Linked DNA regions of Sus scrofa: region 2 is linked to region 1. A link is a contact called in public HiChIP or PLAC-seq data. All regions are on one chromosome and are shown on one strand. Each heading gives the region's core, a stretch centred on a gene start, on an enhancer-like site or on the middle of the called end of the contact. The rest is flanking DNA. Distances are from core to core; before and after follow the strand shown. Region 1 overlaps COL5A2 (collagen type V alpha 2 chain). Region 2 has its middle 88 kb from the start of WDR75.

What was found. HiChIP or PLAC-seq counts read pairs in DNA pulled down with a chosen protein or histone mark.
Region 2: a contact with region 1 is called in an H3K27ac HiChIP or PLAC-seq map of skeletal muscle. The contact joins two enhancer-like sites. A contact is called at or near these places in 10 of 47 Hi-C or Micro-C datasets (embryonic fibroblasts, fetal skeletal muscle, fibroblasts and 5 more) and 1 of 2 datasets of contacts at active chromatin or transcription factors (skeletal muscle).

Annotation. Positions count from the first base shown.
Region 1 is chr15:93,669,711-93,673,887 of Sscrofa11.1, forward strand. The region is part of intron 6 of COL5A2 (collagen type V alpha 2 chain); the gene reads right to left. Among named protein-coding and RNA genes, the nearest start is that of COL5A2, 87 kb to the right of the region's middle. Within about 2 kb of position 1,276, at least 17 of the 83 cell types and tissues checked have an H3K27ac peak or open chromatin away from gene starts, as enhancers often do. A contact at or near this core is called in fetal skeletal muscle, omental adipose tissue, retroperitoneal adipose tissue and 1 more, where this site is marked.
Region 2 is chr15:93,890,868-93,895,242 of Sscrofa11.1, forward strand. It overlaps a transcript of COL5A2 not described here. Among named protein-coding and RNA genes, the nearest start is that of WDR75, 88 kb to the right of the region's middle. Within about 2 kb of position 2,389, at least 18 of the 83 cell types and tissues checked have an H3K27ac peak or open chromatin away from gene starts, as enhancers often do. A contact at or near this core is called in fetal skeletal muscle, omental adipose tissue, retroperitoneal adipose tissue and 1 more, where this site is marked.

The DNA of each region.
Region 1 (4,177 bases), core at 26-2,525:
AAAAGACAAAAAATAAATAAATAAATAAATAAATAAATAAATATGTACTTAGTAGAAAACAAAATGCACAGACTTCTCAATGGAGAAGTGTTTTCGTTATTTTTTAAATGACTAGCCATACTGTATGATTCCAACTCTATGACATTCTGGTAAAAGCAAAACTATTGAGACAGCAAAAGGTTGGTGGCTGCAGGGGTTAGGGTGAGGATGTGGGGGATGAATAGACAGAGCACAATGATTTTTAGGGCAGTGAAAATACTCTTAAGATACTATAATGGTATACACATGTAAATATACACTTGCTTGAAGACACAAAATATATAACACCAAGAGGGAACCTTAATGTACACTATGGACTCTGACAGGGGATGTTGATAATGGGGAAAGCTATGCATGTATGGGGGCAGAGAGTATATAGGAACTCTCTGTACTTTACCTTCAATTTGATGTAAACCTAAAACTACCTTTAAAAAATTGTCTTAAAAAATAGCAAGCCAGCCCCCTACAGTATGTTTCATCAGCTATGCCAACATTGCAGATTTCAGCACTGGTTACAGCCTCTACCATCAGAACATGGTATATTCTGTGTAAGAATTTTACTTTTGATGTGTTAAATCCCCAGTAATCATTCTTCTTGGAAGACTGAATTCAGTTCATCAGTATTTTATAATCAGCTTGCTTATTTGGTTGAGTTTTGCTCTTCAAGAATATCTAATCAACATTGTCTTTTTCTTTTTTTCTTTTTTTTTTTTTTTTTGGCCATGCCCATGGCATACAGAAATTCCTAGGCCAGGAATCAAACCTGTGCCACAACAGTGACCTGAGCCACAGCAGTGATAATGCTAGACCCTTTAACCACTCGGACACCAGGAAACTCCAACAATTTCTAAATTCATTTGTCTGTCTTAGATTAAATTAACTTTGTATGTGCTTGCTTAATCTCTCCTCACTTATAAAAAGAATGTGATGGGTTCCTGATCGGGGTTTGTGGTTTTTCTCATCTTTCTAATTTTTTAATGCTTCACATATTTCCTGGCTGATAGTAGACATTCAGTATATGCTTATTACATTTTCACATTTCAATCCTCTTTACCCTAGTACTTGAAGTCTGGCACGCTTTATTTTCCCTACCACTCCCAAAGGTAGACCAGAGCAATGAGAAGGAGAGGGAAAGGCATGGGGACTCTGCCAAGTCTAGTTCTCAGGGAAGTGAGCAATGAGCGTTAGCTGCCAAATTCCACCCTCCTCCTAACCCACATTCTGAAGGCAGCTTGGGGAACAGCCACGTCCTCAGTTCTGGAAAGGCTCCGTCTCCTAACCTCATCATTCCCATAAGACTTGTTAAGTATTTGCTGGCTTTTTAACCCTGGAGATTCTAAACAGGAAGAAAGAAAGGAAAGAAAGGACTAAAGAACTCAAAATCCAATGTGATTTTACTAAATAGAAGCAGGGATCAAGAAAAATATGGTAAGTGAGTTAGAGTTTAATAGCAAAAGAAGCTTCTTATGCTTAAGCATGAGAATATCTACATAATAAGCCAAAATGACCTGATACAGCAGAGGGAGTAAATATGGGATAAGCAGAGGGGGCAGTTTGTATAGGATGTTTGGGGGCATAATAGCTATTGAGAAATTTAACTAATATATTTCAATATATTCAAACATTTATGTTTGACATGTTTACTTTCTGGAGTAGTGGAATAATTCAGCTAATTTATCTATTCAAATAGAAGTAGGTAACTTAGCCTAAAAAAGCTCACATTTTCAAAACTAATTTCTCAGAAAATTATTCTCACCCTTTAAAAATCAAGACCCTTCTGACTGCTAAACCACTAACAAATCACTGCACTCTTTTTTCATTATACATAATGGAGGCTAATTTTTAATTGCTATATAGGACTTCTGAATCATATAAATGTGACACCATGAGCTGGAAATGTATATTGGCAATAGTCCAGCCTACTCACAAAACCTTGTGTGGAAAACTCTTAAAGTATTTTTAAAGTGTGAAACTGATCATTGATAACCAAGTATTGTTAATATTGAGAAAAATGAGATAAAAAAATAACAACAACAACAAAAAAAGAGCTAAAACAATCTCTGCTCCCAAAGAGATTTCCAAAGACAAAACCAAAAACAACATTTAGTGTCCGTGGGAGTAGAGAGAGGTTTGGCTAATATTAATCCTCAAAAACGTATGTCCTTTTTCCAGTTCTCTGTGATTAATGATCATGTTTAAAAGTCTGCTCTGAAGACAGCTCACTTTCTCACTGGCTTCATGATGCATTCTGTGCCTCCATGGTATCTCCTCTAAATAGCTTACATGATTTACTTCCATACAAATTGAGATTAAAATCAATAAAAACTTGTTAAAGTTATCAAAATTAAGTGAGCATAATGAGCATGATTATAAGAGAAAATAAGAAAAAATATTATATATTTTACTGATAAAACTTTAAAACAAAAATTATGTTTAGAATACATTAAAACACATACTTTCATATTTCCAAGTGATCTGATGCACATAAGTTTTATATTAAGGTGAGTGTTCAATGTATAATTATTCCTTCCCATCCTCCAGAATATTCCCAGTATCTCAGGCAGCAATCCACGATAAAACAGAAAGTACTTGTAGATTGCCACTAGGTGGCGACTTTAAACAGTCCCAAGTAGAAAAGACTACTAATGATGTTAGAGTTAGTAAGAACTGGTATATTTCCACTTTTACAGATGAGGAAACAGATCTATAGAGGTTAAGTGTCCTGTAGAATTAGAACTCAGCACACCATTGACTGTCCACCTCCTGACAGGTTCCTAGTTTGTCTCTATGAAGTTTCCAGGACAATACACTTAAAACTAAGGACATGCTGAGAGCCAATCATGATGATAACTGGTTAGTAATAAAGGCTTCATGAAAGTATCACTACATCAGTAGTTATTAATCTTAAGCACTTTCCACCCCTCACCAAGGGACATGTGGCAACACCAAGAGGTATTTTATGAGGGAGGGGGCAGGTGCTGCTACTAGCATCTAAAGGGTAGAAATGAGGAATGCTGCCAAGTGTCCTACAATTCATAAGGAATTATCTGGCCCCAAACATCAATCGTGTTAAGAAATTGTGTTCTACTGTGTGAAGTAGTGGTTGATGGTTATGGAAGTAAGGGGAGAAAAATCATATTTATGATAACAGCACCAGCTTATATTTTGCTGGCCATATATCTCTTGTCCAGGTAGACAAGTCTTGGGACCTGAGATAAAGCATTCTACCTGTATGTGTTTTATGACATCATTCCAGTATCTTGAAAACAGCCATGGTGGGAGTATTTACACCAGGGAAATCAGCAAAAGCTACAGGCACATTTTTTAAAATGAGTCAGTTACTAAACACCATCACACGACTGTTTGCTAGGATAAGAGAGGGACAGATTTCCTACTTGGGTGTCTGCCAGGATTGCCTTGCTCAATTCTACATAAATAACTATTCCTCATTCTTTTCACGCACACACACACACACACACACACACACACACACACACACTTCACACTGACTGTCTCAGGTCTAATCAAGATAGGAAATGGAGCATATCACTTACAAAGAGAAAAGAAGAGAAGGGAAGGGAAGCAGAAAGGAGGGGAAACAGAAGAGTAAGAGGAATAAGGAGTAGATTCACTGAATCCTAACAAGAATTTCTGGAAGTCCAATCACTGTTTCCATAGCAACTTCCGCCTAGACTTAGGACTCAGTTTTATCAATTATTCTGTGCACATCGACACACAGTGTTGTCTACATGACCACCTACCTCTACCCAACTGAAGTCACCTTCCAACTATCTGTCATCCTGGACACTGGACAGACATCTGAAGAACTACCAACAGTGTTTAAGTTACCAACATAGGCAAGGCAACTCAGCAGAACAGCAACGAAAAATGGGACATAAGGTAATCGGAACACAGTACTGCTGCCCAACTACGTGGCTGTGCATTACTTCCCTGGGGCCACTGCAAATACCTTCCATAACTCCAGCTGCAGTTTGGAAAAAGTATTGGCATCAACCTATACTTGGTGAAATGTGTAGAAACAAAAAATAATATCAAGGATGAAACCAGTGGCAAGCATTCCTAGCAACATAATCTAAAATAAGGCGTTTCCTTGTTTATATATTTAAGGTTATTTGTT
Region 2 (4,375 bases), core at 1,139-3,638, 220 kb after region 1:
ATAAATGGTCAATAAAACACACAAAAAGTTCTTCATATCATTAGTAATCAGAGAAACTCAAATAAAAGTCACAATGTGATGTTTTAATCCCACTCAAGTAGTTAAAATCAAAAAGACTAATAATACCAAAAGATGACAAAGATGTAGGACATTTGAAACTCCATGCACTGCTGATAAGATTGTAACATCATACAGCCACATTATAAGAAATTGCCAAACAACTTGCCAAAGTCCTATGATGCAGTGACCCCCACATCTAGATATTACCCAAGATGTAAACACATATACAGGAGTTCCCATGATGGCGCAGTGTAAACGAATCTGACTAGGAACCATGAGGTTGCAGGTTCAATCTCTGGCCTCACTCAGTGGGTTAAGGATCCAGTGTTGCCGTGAGCTGTGGTGTACGTCACAGACATGACTCGGATCTGGCGTTGCTGTGGCTCTGGCGTAGGCTGGTGGCAACAGCTCTGATTAGACCCCTAGGCTGAGAACCTCCGTATGCCACAGGTGAGGGCCTCAAAAGACAAAAAAAAAAAAAAAGACAAAAATAAAAATAAAAATAAAAACATATCCACAAAATGACAATCACATGAATGTTTTACCACCCTTATTTATAATAGCCAAAATCTGAAACAATGCAAACCTATCATGAAGAGAATAAAACAAACAGTGGTGATGTTGAGCATTTTTTCATGTGCCTGTTGGCCATCTGTATATCTTCCTTGGAGAAATGTCTATTCATGGACTTGGAGAATAGACTGTGGTTGCCAAGGGGGAGGAGGAGGGAGTGGGATGGTTTGGGAGCTTGGGGTTAATAGATGCAAACTATTGCCTTTGGAATGGATTAGCAATGAGATCCTGCTGTATAGCACTGGGAACTATATCTAGTCACTTATGATGGAGCATGATAATGTGAGAAAAAAGAATGTATACATGTATGTATAACTGGGCCACCATGCTGTATAGTAGAAAAAAATAACGTATTTGAGAAATAATATAAAAAAAAAAAACAGTGGTACACTTACATGATGGATGCTGCTTAGCAACTAAAAGGAATGAACAATTGATATACACAACAATGTGTATGAATCTTCAAAACAAGTTGGGTCAAAGACACCAAAGCCAAGAGAGTACACACTATATAATTCAATTTATTTGAAGTACAAGAACATGCAAAGCTAATCTACACTATCTGGTATTTGGAAGAGGTAGGAAAAAGACTAGGAAGGAGCACAGGGAAGCTTTCTGGGTGATGGAAATGTTCTGTATGTTGATTTGGGTGATGATTACACAAAGTTGAAAAACTTCTGAACTGTACACTTAAGATTTTCACATGTTAAGTAAAGTACACCTCTATTTTAAGAATTAAATAAAGATAGGAAAAAAGTCTAAACAATAAATCAATTTAGAAATTATTCACATTCCATTAAATATCAAAGAATCTGGATTCAGGATTAATTTATGGATTAAGGCTTAGGTACTCTTTTTTTCTGGCCTACTTTCTGGTCAGTGCTTCACATTGATAACTATGTTTATGATATATGCATTTGTGTCTGTATTTTGCCAAACTGAAATATCAGTATTTAAACTATACTAAATAACCCCCTCATGCAAACATGCACACACAGAAATAATCCTTTCTGGCAGCATTATGAAATGTTTTTTGACATCCCTCTTTTAATTAAATAAACCATATGTCTCCAATTATCAGTACTATAAGCTTTCAAAATTATGGGAGTAATCTAAATACTTTCTTCAAAAAATTGAACATACAGAGAAAGCTTAGATTAGAATCATGATTTTTATCTATTTTAAGAGACTAGAAGAGCAGAAGGGGTTACAATCTCATCATATTATGCAACTCTTCTGCTCCAATATATCAAAAACTTGATGAACCAAGGTCATGCAGGACAGCTGAGAAGGAATCAAAGTAAACAATGTACCTTGTCGCCAAGAAAGCCTGCCAATGTGAGATTAGAACTCTCCATCCTAACAAAAAAAAGCATCTTTGGAAAGTTCCTACAACATTTTATGACTCATAGATATTCCCAGAGGTTCCTGTTTCCATTCTGCAGTAGACAGTGTTTGAAGACGTGCAGTTCTCGTCAACTGTTGTTCTTAGGCAACTTGGCTAAAATATCTGTTTAAAAAACATTTGTTGGAAAGATGATATGTTTGGATGTTTTCATCTTTTTAAACCAAATTCCAGATTTTAAATTTGTTTAACTCTTAATTCGATGTTAACATAAAGACTGGCCTAAGAAGAATCACTATGTTACATAATATCTATTGTGAACTCAGCAATTTTCCCATTTGAAAACTCCAAACCAGAGGGTATATATTCTTGGCATAGCCCCCCCTGCATATCCTTCCAAACTGCCTCCAGATCCCTGGCTCCGTATTCAATAGTTCTGGCTCTGATCTTGGCCACCCAGTTCAGTATCTCACCTTGGCTTCCACTTTGACCAAAACTGCCAAGTCACCTCCCAGCCCACCAGGACTTGATTCCTGGCTATTCTCCACTTTTGTCTAACCCCAGTTCTCGCTTTCCATTCTAAGTATTGAACAATACTCCTGAGCTCTTTTCTCTACATACTCTTTTAATTTAACTGTACTTCGCTCATTTACAGATTAGCAGTCTTCACCTCCAAGGCCTATTCTCTACTCTTAGCTGGCTCCTCCACTTTCTCTTCTTTTCTCCCCAAAGTACCAAACAATAAACCACCTAGTTCTAAATAGCATCCAAAATCCATACATGGTCTTATTGGTTTGTTTCCTGACAATATGATGATATGAACATGAAAGAAGGCATAATATTATAAAATGTTTTAGCATTATCCCAATAAGTGTTATTCCTTCATTTAATAGGCATGTTAATGGAGGGCGACCTGATCTCTCTTGACTCCTTAAGTGACTCATCGCTGCTCCACTCCCTAGTTCAGTCCTTCATCTCTCCTTTACTCTTGGCATTTCCCACACACATGCTTCCTTTGAAAAGGCAGTTCTTCTCCCAGATCCACACTCATCCCTCCCTTGATTCTGTTGTGGATCAGACTCTACACAGATGTGGCAAACTGGGTCCAGCCCAAACACATGTTCAGTTTGACTTACATAGCATTTTAGACTTTTTTCAGTTAGTTGACAACATTTAAAAATTGGAAGAGTAAGCCTAAAAGTAGAAATTTCTAAAGGAAATGAACAAAGGATACCAACAGTATATCTGCCCTCCCATCTTCATTGCAGCATTATTCACAATAACCAAAATATGTAAACAACTCAATGGATGAGTGGATAAGAACATGTGGGATAGATAGATAGATACATAGATACATAGATAGATAGATAACCAGATATACACACACACAGAGTGGAATATTATTCAGCCATGAGAAAGACAGGAATCCTGCCATTTGCTAAAACATGGAAGGATCTTACAGGCATTATGCTAAGAGATATAAGCCAGACAGAAAAAGACAAATACTCCATGGTATGCTTGTATGTGGAATCTTTAAAAATAAAGGATTAAACTCATAGAAACATAGAACAGAAAAGTGGTCATCAGGGGCTGGTGGATGGGGGAAATAGGGAGACGTTGGTAAAAGGGTACAAACTTTCAGCTACATGGTGAATCTAATGTGTAACAATTAGATTGGTAAGATGGCACAAACTTTCAGCTATAAGATTGATAAAACTTTATTGTATAATTAAAATTTGCTAAGAGAGTAGAACTTAAATGTTCTCACCAAAAAAGATGAACGTGAGGTGACACGTGTGTTAATTAGCTATACGGATGGGGGAATCCTTTCACAATATATATGTGTATCAAATCACCGCAATGTACACTTTAAATACCTTCAATTGGAGTTCCCATCATGGCTCAGTGGTTAACGAATCGGACTAGGAACCATGAGGTTGCAGGTTCGATCCATGGCCTTGCTCAGTGAGTTAAGGATCTGGCGTTGCCGTGAGCTGTGGTGTAGGTTGCAGACACGGTTCGGATCCCACGTTGCTGTGGCTCTGGTGTAAGCAGCAGCTACAGCTCTGATTGGACCCCTAGCCTGGGAACTCCCATATGCCGTGGGAGCAGCCCTAGAAAAGGCAAAAAGACCAAAATAAAATAAAATCAATATCTCTCATCCTACAGGGTATCTATCCACATGGCCTTCAATCATTAAGTCTAGAGTGAACATCTTGAAAGCATGGCAACTAGGCTCCAAAAGGCAAGGACAAGGAAACTGCAGGCCCCTTAACGATGATACAAAGGCCCTGAAGGCCTGGACTAGAACATGCCTGAATGTCACTTTTGCCACATTGTATTAGTTAAAGCAAGTCAAAAGTACAGCCCATTTCCAAGAGGAGGGAAAATAAACTT